Regions from separate parts of the Mus musculus genome. Here regions 2 and 3 are each linked to region 1. Evidence: chromatin contacts called from public Hi-C and HiCAR-type data. All regions are on one chromosome and are shown on one strand. Each heading gives the region's core, a stretch centred on a gene start, on an enhancer-like site or on the middle of the called end of the contact. The rest is flanking DNA. Distances are from core to core; before and after follow the strand shown. Region 1 holds the start of Bard1 (BRCA1 associated RING domain 1). Region 2 holds the start of Vwc2l (von Willebrand factor C domain-containing protein 2-like). Region 3 has its middle 27 kb from the start of Atic.

Region 1 (2,700 bases), core at 61-2,560:
GTGGTGACCCTAAACCATACCATTCTTTTCTTTGCTACTTCATAACTGTAATTTTGCTACTAAGCTGGGTCTCCGTTCCTAAGACCTAAATGTGTGTCCCAGTGGTCGCGACCCACAGATTGAGATCCAACATGTGCGTCATCACTGGCCTGCTACTGCAACTAGAAGTTGAGTTTCCGATGTATGTCTACACCCAGGATGATCCGTATGCTTTAGGAAAACACAAGCAGAACTCAGAACGTGTTCATGTTAACAGAATCGCCACTCTCCTAAGAAATACAATGCCATTCTTTCAAATACTAAGAGTTTGTAAAAAAAAAAAAAAAAAAAAAAAAAAAAGAATAATTTAACGTAAGTGCAAAGTTTGTTGCCAGTTAACTTTAAAAAAAAAAAAAAAAGTTGCAGTTAACACTGTATTTGTAGTAAAGACTGAAGGCTTAACATTCGCTACTGCCAAAGAGAAAAAAGGGGAAAGAAGTATATTTCTTGGTAGTATTCGATAAACAGCCTCAGGTAAGAAAGTACCACTTAGGAGTGCATTTCAGACTGAATAAAATCCAAGAGAGGGCATGTTGGAGGATCAGTGGTACAGGGCCATAATCTAACTAAGTTAAAATTGCGATGCTCAACAAACTGCCATCGCCAAACTACCGGTCACCAGGTCCCTAGCCTCCCATTCCCCACGCCGAGCCTGCTACTAGAGAAAGGACCAAAAGGTCAGCCTCACAGGGGCTGTTGTGCCCCGCACGCAACCACGGGACCACGCTCCCAGAGGACCGAACTCCAGGACCCCAGCAGCACTAGCTCGGCTCAGCTCCGAGCGTCACCTTCGGGGAGTGACCAACGAGCTGCGCTTTGAGCCACGCCCCGAAGGCAGTTCTCCCGCGAAAATTCGAAAAGTGCCGTTTGAGTCATCTTCGTTGCAGGTGGCTGGGAAGCCACTCAGAAAACTCAGGAGTGGGACACGGAGGGACAGACGACACTAGGTCGCCAGGCCGGTCCTTACCAGCGGGAGCAGCGCAGCAGCTTCTCCAGGCGGGCAAGCGCCGCGCGGCTGTGGGCCCAAAGCCCGTCGGTAGCCGGCTCCATGGCGGGCACGGGAGCAGGCTGGTTCCCAGAGCAGACCCTCGGCGGCCGGCGTGGCATTCCCACAGAGGAGGGGAGGTCAGGTTTGCTCTAGCGCCGCACCCCGCTGGTCACCGCCGGATCCTGCTGCGTGCGGAGTCTCTGAATTGGTCGGACGCCTCCGGCTCGGAGGCTGAAACGCGGTAAAACTCAGAGATGGAAGGACCCGGCTTTAGGCCACGCCCTCAAGGCCTGAGGGCGGGGCTTTAGTAATGCGGTCCAAGTTCCGGAAATGGAGAGGCGAGGCTTGAGAGGCCACGCCCTCAGGAGGTGTAGGGCGGACCGCGGAAACCAAAGTGCCAAGGCGCGGGGTTGAGGAGGCGTGGGGAGAAGTCACCTAGGCCTGTGGCCCTAGGAGGCGGGGTATAGCGCGCTCAAACTTCCTGAGCGGGAAACTGAGCGGCGGGGCCTCAGGCCACGCCTTCAAAGAGGCGGGGCTCCCCATGGGTTTCATTCCCACCCCCTCTCAGTTTACTGAAACTGTGCTTACCTAGAAGTTGGATTCTAACCCTCCCATAGCCTCAGGAGCTTGCCGCTGAAGCCATCTACAAAGAGTGGCATTCAAGCTACTGTTGAACTTGGACAAGCTTTTCCCATGACAATAAAAGTACTACCCTTTATATAAGAAAGTTCTCTTTTTCTCCTTGCTGTAGGATATAAGAATCCGCTAAATACTAAGTTTCAATTTCACTTTTTAACTAGCTGTAAATATCCGACCAAGGGCATCTCTTAGAAGTTCTGGTGTGCTTTTAAAATATGATAAACTGCATAAAACGTTTTTGTTTGCTAGAGGGTCTACCCTCCCCGGGGATTTTTTTTTTTTTTTTTTTTTTGAAACGGCGTCTGTTTGCCAACCTAGCTTAAACTGTGAAGCTAAGGGTGACCTTGAACTTCTCAGTTTGCGATCCTCCACCTCTGCGCGATAGGGGATTACAGATATGCACCACCACGCCCAGCTTACATGGTGCTGAACTGAGTTTAGAGCCTCCTTTATGCTAGAAGTATTCTACCAGCCAAATCCATAGACCCTCCTGCGGATCTGAATATTAACACTGGGCAAGCACAGCCCGCCCTCTCCACAGCTTCCAACCTATGAACACATTCTTGCATATCCCCTTTTATTTCTCTGTCTCTGCTTAACCGCCCCAGCTGCCTCTGTTTACCTTAAAGTTGTTCCTTCTTACTGGAATCCACACATCTGCCTAGATTGCCTCCCATCCTTAGGCCTCACTAAAGATATACAAGACATTACCAAACACAAAATTAGTCTTGGCACTACCCTGATTAAACTCTAAAGGTGGAAAGGCCTGGAAGGTCCTTTAATCCCAGCACTAGAGGCATGGAAATGGGGGGAGGGGGGGGGAAGAGCAGGTGGATCTCTGAGTTCAAAGCCAGCCTAGTCAACAGAGTTCTGAGACAGTCAAGACAAACCCTATCTCAAATAAATAAACAAACAAACAAACAAATAAAACTCTAAAGCTATTTCTTTGATGAGATATGAGGCCTATGCCAACCTGGGAAAGCATGCCATTATTCTCCCGTGGAGCTTTTCTTCATCAAAAGCCTAGGTCCAGC
Region 2 (2,700 bases), core at 41-2,540, 380 kb before region 1:
TCCATTTAGATAACTATTGCTTTAAATTATTTTAACATATTCATTTACAAAATAGTTGTCTTCTTTAGTTGCTCTCAATCTCAACTCAAAATGATCTGTCAATCATAAATATAAGGAGAATGTTGGGGCATATAATAACTTCTGAATGTTAAGCAAGTAGAGCTTTTATCCTAAATGTATCTTATGGCTCAAATTATTTTTTATAGATTGAAGTTAGTTCATATTTAATGAGAGCCAAGCATAAAAATGAGTCTCTTGAATCACAACCGAAACAGGATAAAATGTTGTATTGTTTACATACTGTGACTGCTTGAGATAAACCTCCATTTCCCTCTTTTCCAGGTCGAGTTTTAGCTCAGGCGAGTGCCAACGGGATTATCCATTTGCTGGATCTTAAATCGGGGCAAATTCACAAACTGGTGGGCCACGAGAGTGAAGTGCACAGTGTGGTGTTTTCCCACCTGGGGGAAAATCTGTATTCTGGAGGCTCTGACGGCACCATTCGGTTGTGGATCTGATCAGCAATAGCACACCCTGATGCAAAGGGCATTCCCTCTAAGGCTTAAAAATGTTTCATATAGTCTGCTCAAATGCCAGCAAGTAACTGGTTAAAATGACCAATAAATAAAATATTTGTTTTAAAACAAGCTTTGGGTGAATAATATATGGACCATACTATCTCAAATAAAAATTATAACTTTTTGTTCATTTTTCTGTGTGTGTGTTTTTTTTTCACCCAGAATCTTTCACTTTCTCATCCGGTTATGAATTTAGAGACAGGGCATCCTTGCTAGGAGGTTGGAAGAAACAGCTTTACAATGACGCCTAATGACAGACTAGATGAATTACAAGACATTGATTTTTAACGTTAGAGAACAAACTGCAGGAAAACGCGGCTACTTTTTTTTTTTTTTTAAATCAAACCCAAGCTGCAGAAGACCCAAAGTTGAATTATGTATAGCACAAGGAAAATCTTTCTATATCCAGAGGGCCAAATAGAGTCAGAAAGCATACAGTTTCACAGATTCTTTGACAATGAGTGTGCTTTATATATTAGTAATAACCAACGACTGCAGATGGCTTAAATCTAAAGGCAAGTCCCTGGAACTTTCATCTCTGCAGCCCATGCAAGAATGCATTAGATAAAATTAACATCTTTCTAATTTTTATTGTGATTTAAATGCAAATAAGTATCTTGCATGCAGAAACTCCCCCCTCCCGACACACACCCCATGCTCGCTCTCATCAGCTGTATCAAGTGACTGCCTTAGACAACACTACAGCCTGGTCCGCGGAAGCAGCTGGGGGTTTCGACCAAGCTGGGCTCAGAAGCCAGTTGTTGGCGCTGTCCGTGGTGCTGAGGAATTCCCGGCTGCCGGCAGGATGAGCTCCGAATCAGCAGTCTGCAAACTGCTCACAGCGATGCCAAACCCCAGTTAAAGTTGCGCCTTTGCTTCACATCCACAGTTAGAATCTTCTGGTGTGTGAGGAGGGATTCAGTCAACATACTGTGGACGATGCTGATGCTTCTGCTGGTGGAGTGGGCTTTAAGCTTCAGTATGCTGTTTCTGTTTGTGATCCTCAGAGCCTAGCCAAGTCACCTCTACTGCCGTAGCAAACACTGTGTAAGTGAACTCATGTGTGGAGGAGGCGTAATCAGCCAGGAAATTTCATAGAAGGATCTAAGAAAATGCTAAAAATAAGTTCAACATGATTCTGCTACCAGGGTCCGGATTTCCACAGGACCAGCATTGCTTCTTGCTTTGAATTCTGAAGACAGGTCCAAAGCATATTTCTTATGTGTGTCTGCTGTGTTTCTCTCTGGAAGGGTGGGAGACTGCTTCTTGGCTGTGTTTTGAAATGGGAAATAGAGAGGATGGATTGCCTTTAATTCATGCCTGAAAATGCATTCTTTGGGTGACTAAAGAGGACCGGCTTACCTAAGAGATACCTGACCTTTAAGTTCAGATTGGTCTGTGACCCCCAGCACCACCGTTAACCTCAGAGTGACTAGGTAAGTGAATCTTATGACATGAGTTGTGCTTGCTTTCTCAGAGAAATAGATGCAGTCATTTTAAATCATATGTAGCAATACAGGGAGGGGGTAAAGTTTAGCTGGGAAGTGAGCCTCAGTTTAGCAGTGTTTGCATTCTGATTTGAAAAATCTTCAGATAATGCTGCTGTTGTATTTCCCTAACCTCCCTATTTTTAAATAGTATTCTAAATGGTATTTATTATAAGGAAGGTTCTTTTGAAAATAGCCTAAGAACTTTGTTTCATTATTCACATATTCCTCATAATAAAAGCATGCTTAATGTTAATATGAAGAAAAAACCCCACCCTTCTATCTATCTTGCAGTTTACATTTACTGTAACCTTGCACATTAATGCCTACCTGTGGCTTACAAAATGATTCTTTTCTGCCTGGGTCATTTTAAAAGCAGAATCCTGTCTGTATTTCACATGGCTTTTCTTGCATGTATTGATAGCTGCCGCTGGACAATGTGAGGAGGCACGGTAGCTTCCTTGCCTTGCAAGATAAACTTTCTATATATGTGAGAAGTGCATCAATGCTTTAATTAGTAAAACATATATATGCCTTTCCAGAAGCTTCTCCTCTGTTTGTGGCCTCTGTAGTAATTTAGAAGAATAAAAATGCTTTGTCAAAGGGAGCTTCCAGTTTCTCAAGTAGAATTGTAG
Region 3 (2,700 bases), core at 164-2,663, 430 kb after region 1:
CTAATTGTAAGAATACTCTACCACATCTATATGTTCCCACTGTGACATCATTTCAAACCCGAACCAGCTGTGTAACAAAGTTCTTCCAAATGTAGAAGCTCGAACAACTAATGTTTATTACCTCACAGTTTTTATGAGTCCCAAGCCCAGGAGAAGCTTACCTAAGGACCTGGCTGAAGGGACTTCCTGAGGTTGTAGTGAGAACTGTCAGCAGAGACTGAGCTCACCTAAAAGACAGCTTATTAGACCATGGCTCAAAGCCCAGTACGAGTTGTATAACCTCCTATTTAGGGGCATGGAAACTTTGGCAGTAGTAAACGGTTTCTGGGCATGCAACACCAAAAATTAGCTCAGGATCAAATATGTAATGGGTGTAAGGCATTTCTGGTGTTGCTGTCCTGCGTTGTACCATACAACCTCACCCCAGCCTCGATCCTGAAGTCCTAACGTGTGTGTGCCTTGCACTGTGCATGCTGTCATGCCATGCAGTGCTAACAGATGGAGCACATGGGCTCAGAGTCAGGACTATCGGACGGTCTTAGGTACAGTGGCTACGGTACACACGCAGTTTTCTCCTCTCGTGGAAACATGATGGCGTAACTATGGGAATTATAGCTTCCTGCTATCGGTCCTCCAATCAAATTCGTCCATCTTCAGATTATGCTATAGTAGAATGGTGCCTTTTCTAAAACTGCTATGAATCTTGTTTAAAGTTTTGTTAATTTCAGCTAGGGATTAGAGCAGAATTTCATTTCCTCAAATGACCTGAAACAGACTTCTGACATTTTGTGCTATGCTTTTATGTAAAATAAAATTCTCAGTCATAGCAACTATAAAACCAAACTACTGATCAACTCTGAAAGACATTTAAGATGCTTTCATTTTGTATAATGTTGGACTTGTCTTTAGCTTATAAATATTTTTGGAAAGGATTTTCTTTTTTGCTTTGTTCTTTACATATTCTGCTATATCAAATATTCAGCCAAGGTTTAACTTTTTACATAAGAACAAATGAATTCTTCTGATTAGTAAACTTTCTTTTACCTTCAACAAATTACTCATATACCAAAGAACTGTTTTAATTGACTGATCATAGTAAATGTTGACATGTGCAGCTATTTTATATAACTATTAACCCAAAATTACATAAGAATTTTTCAGGCAAAAAGAGATCACAAATAGAAAAATATCTATGATGCCCTCACCTGATGAATGGAATAAGAATGAAATCTGTTTCCAAGCTTGCCTTCATGGTTGTTGGCTGGAAACCAGTTTACGATCACTGGGACCAACCTGTAGTTCTGTTCACAGAGTTGTACCTGGCACTTCCTGAGCTACTGATCCAAGAGAGGGGCAGAGTAAATGAGACCCTGGGCCACCTCATCACTTCTGCATTACTGTTTACACTAATGGACAGTGTTCCAGTGAGGCAGAACTACACAAACACCAGGTACTACACAGTGACCACCACTTGGCACTGTTTGGTGTTGCTTGCCCCACAAACCCAGTTTTATTGATTTCATAAACCCAGTTTTATTGATTTCCATGGTTTTCTGAGTAATCATTTCATAGTTATCAAGTGAACCAATAATGCAACATTTGTTTAAAAAAAACAAAAAGGTGTCTCACCACGGTGTGTCTGTATAAGGAAGACAGAAGAAAAACTCTTTTTGACAAGCAACTGACATCCACTTTGCATAATGTTGACTCTGTCCTAACAGATATTTTGGGAAAGGGTTTTCTTACTCGCTCTGCTTTGTTTCTGCCCGAACTCTATCTCCCTCTTATCTTAATGTTCTCAGAAGTAATTTAATGTAAGATACATAGTAGATGTCCTAAAATGCTTGTTGAATGAATAAACCTTTTAGATCTAATCCATTTCCTTCATTTTAATATTAGCCCACCATTTCTCAGCCTTTCAAAAATGCTGGTCACAACAGTCATACTCCCCCGATTGAAAACTGCCTGGTCATCATTGGCACATGGAAATATACAGGGCAAGAAAGAGCTGACTCATTGTGAGAGTGGCGTATACATCCACCCCACTGTATTACTGAGAGATGGTCCAAGGCCCCTTCTCCTCATCACCATTACTATTTCACCTAAAATTGAACTTGACCCTCTTTTTAATTAAAAAGAAAAGATTCTAAATCATTTGAAAAAGAAAGGAAAACTCTGGATGCTCTTCTAGCTTTGCTAATGTGTTAGAAACTATCTGGTAAACTTTTCTCTGACATTTCAACTGAGCATTGTCTGGCCTTAAGGAAATGCATTAGAAGCTGAGTGCATTTCAAAGTGGGCAAAGAAGAGGAATAGTTAGGAAGACACAAGATCAAAGGCATAAGCATGTAGACTCTCGTCCAAGAACTGCATTCTCTAAAAGACTGACAGACACACACAGAGAGAGAAAGAGAGAGAGAGAGAGAGCATGGCTTTTTGAATTACTTGTATACACTATTTTATTAAATTTCTGAAACATGTTTTTGTATTTTAATTTTCTAAAATTAGATGCAACTTAAAATTAGTGTGTTTTATTACGCCTCTTCCCAACCTCTCCAAAAAAAAAAATCTCAAAATTAAAACATAGCTATAAAATCAATGTTGCATACTAAGATTTAAGATGCCAATAGGTATTTTTTTACAGCTGAAAGCTCTGAGCTGGTGTCTCATCACCATTAGCTCTCTGTTCCTATTTATCCA

Evidence for each region. A called contact is a pair of places that touch in the nucleus more often than the background predicts. HiCAR-type assays count read pairs that join an accessible place to other places.
Region 2: a contact with region 1 is called in a Hi-C map of cerebral cortex, with 2.5 times the contacts expected there. The contact joins the promoter of Vwc2l here to the promoter of Bard1 in region 1. A contact is called at or near these places in 3 of 39 promoter capture datasets (cranial neural crest, hippocampal neurons and liver) and 1 of 484 Hi-C or Micro-C datasets (cerebral cortex).
Region 3: a contact with region 1 is called in a HiCAR-type map of embryonic stem cells, with 6 times the contacts expected there. The contact joins the enhancer-like site here to the promoter of Bard1 in region 1. A contact is called at or near these places in 6 of 39 promoter capture datasets (cranial neural crest, embryonic stem cells, epiblast stem cells and 2 more), 3 of 484 Hi-C or Micro-C datasets (the AML12 cell line, embryonic stem cells and pancreatic cancer cells), 4 of 115 datasets of contacts at active chromatin or transcription factors (embryonic limb bud, embryonic stem cells, pancreatic cancer cells and 1 more) and 1 of 9 other capture datasets (pancreatic islet).

Annotation. Positions count from the first base shown.
Region 1 is chr1:71,101,662-71,104,361 of GRCm38.p6, forward strand. Bard1 (BRCA1 associated RING domain 1) reads right to left here and starts at 1,311. Exons shown (of 11, transcript NM_007525.3): 1 at 1,007-1,311. The coding sequence starts at 1,146.
Region 2 is chr1:70,724,425-70,727,124 of GRCm38.p6, forward strand. It overlaps Vwc2l (von Willebrand factor C domain-containing protein 2-like), which reads left to right and starts at 1,291. Exons shown (of 4, transcript NM_177164.3): 1 at 1,291-2,014. It overlaps Spag16 (sperm associated antigen 16), which reads left to right. Exons shown (of 17, transcript NM_029160.3): 17 at 343-708. The coding sequence ends at 518.
Region 3 is chr1:71,528,973-71,531,672 of GRCm38.p6, forward strand. No RefSeq gene overlaps it. Among named protein-coding and RNA genes, the nearest start is that of Atic, 27 kb to the right of the region's middle. Within about 2 kb of position 1,414, at least 13 of the 459 cell types and tissues checked have an H3K27ac peak or open chromatin away from gene starts, as enhancers often do. A contact at or near this core is called in the AML12 cell line, embryonic stem cells and epiblast stem cells, where this site is marked.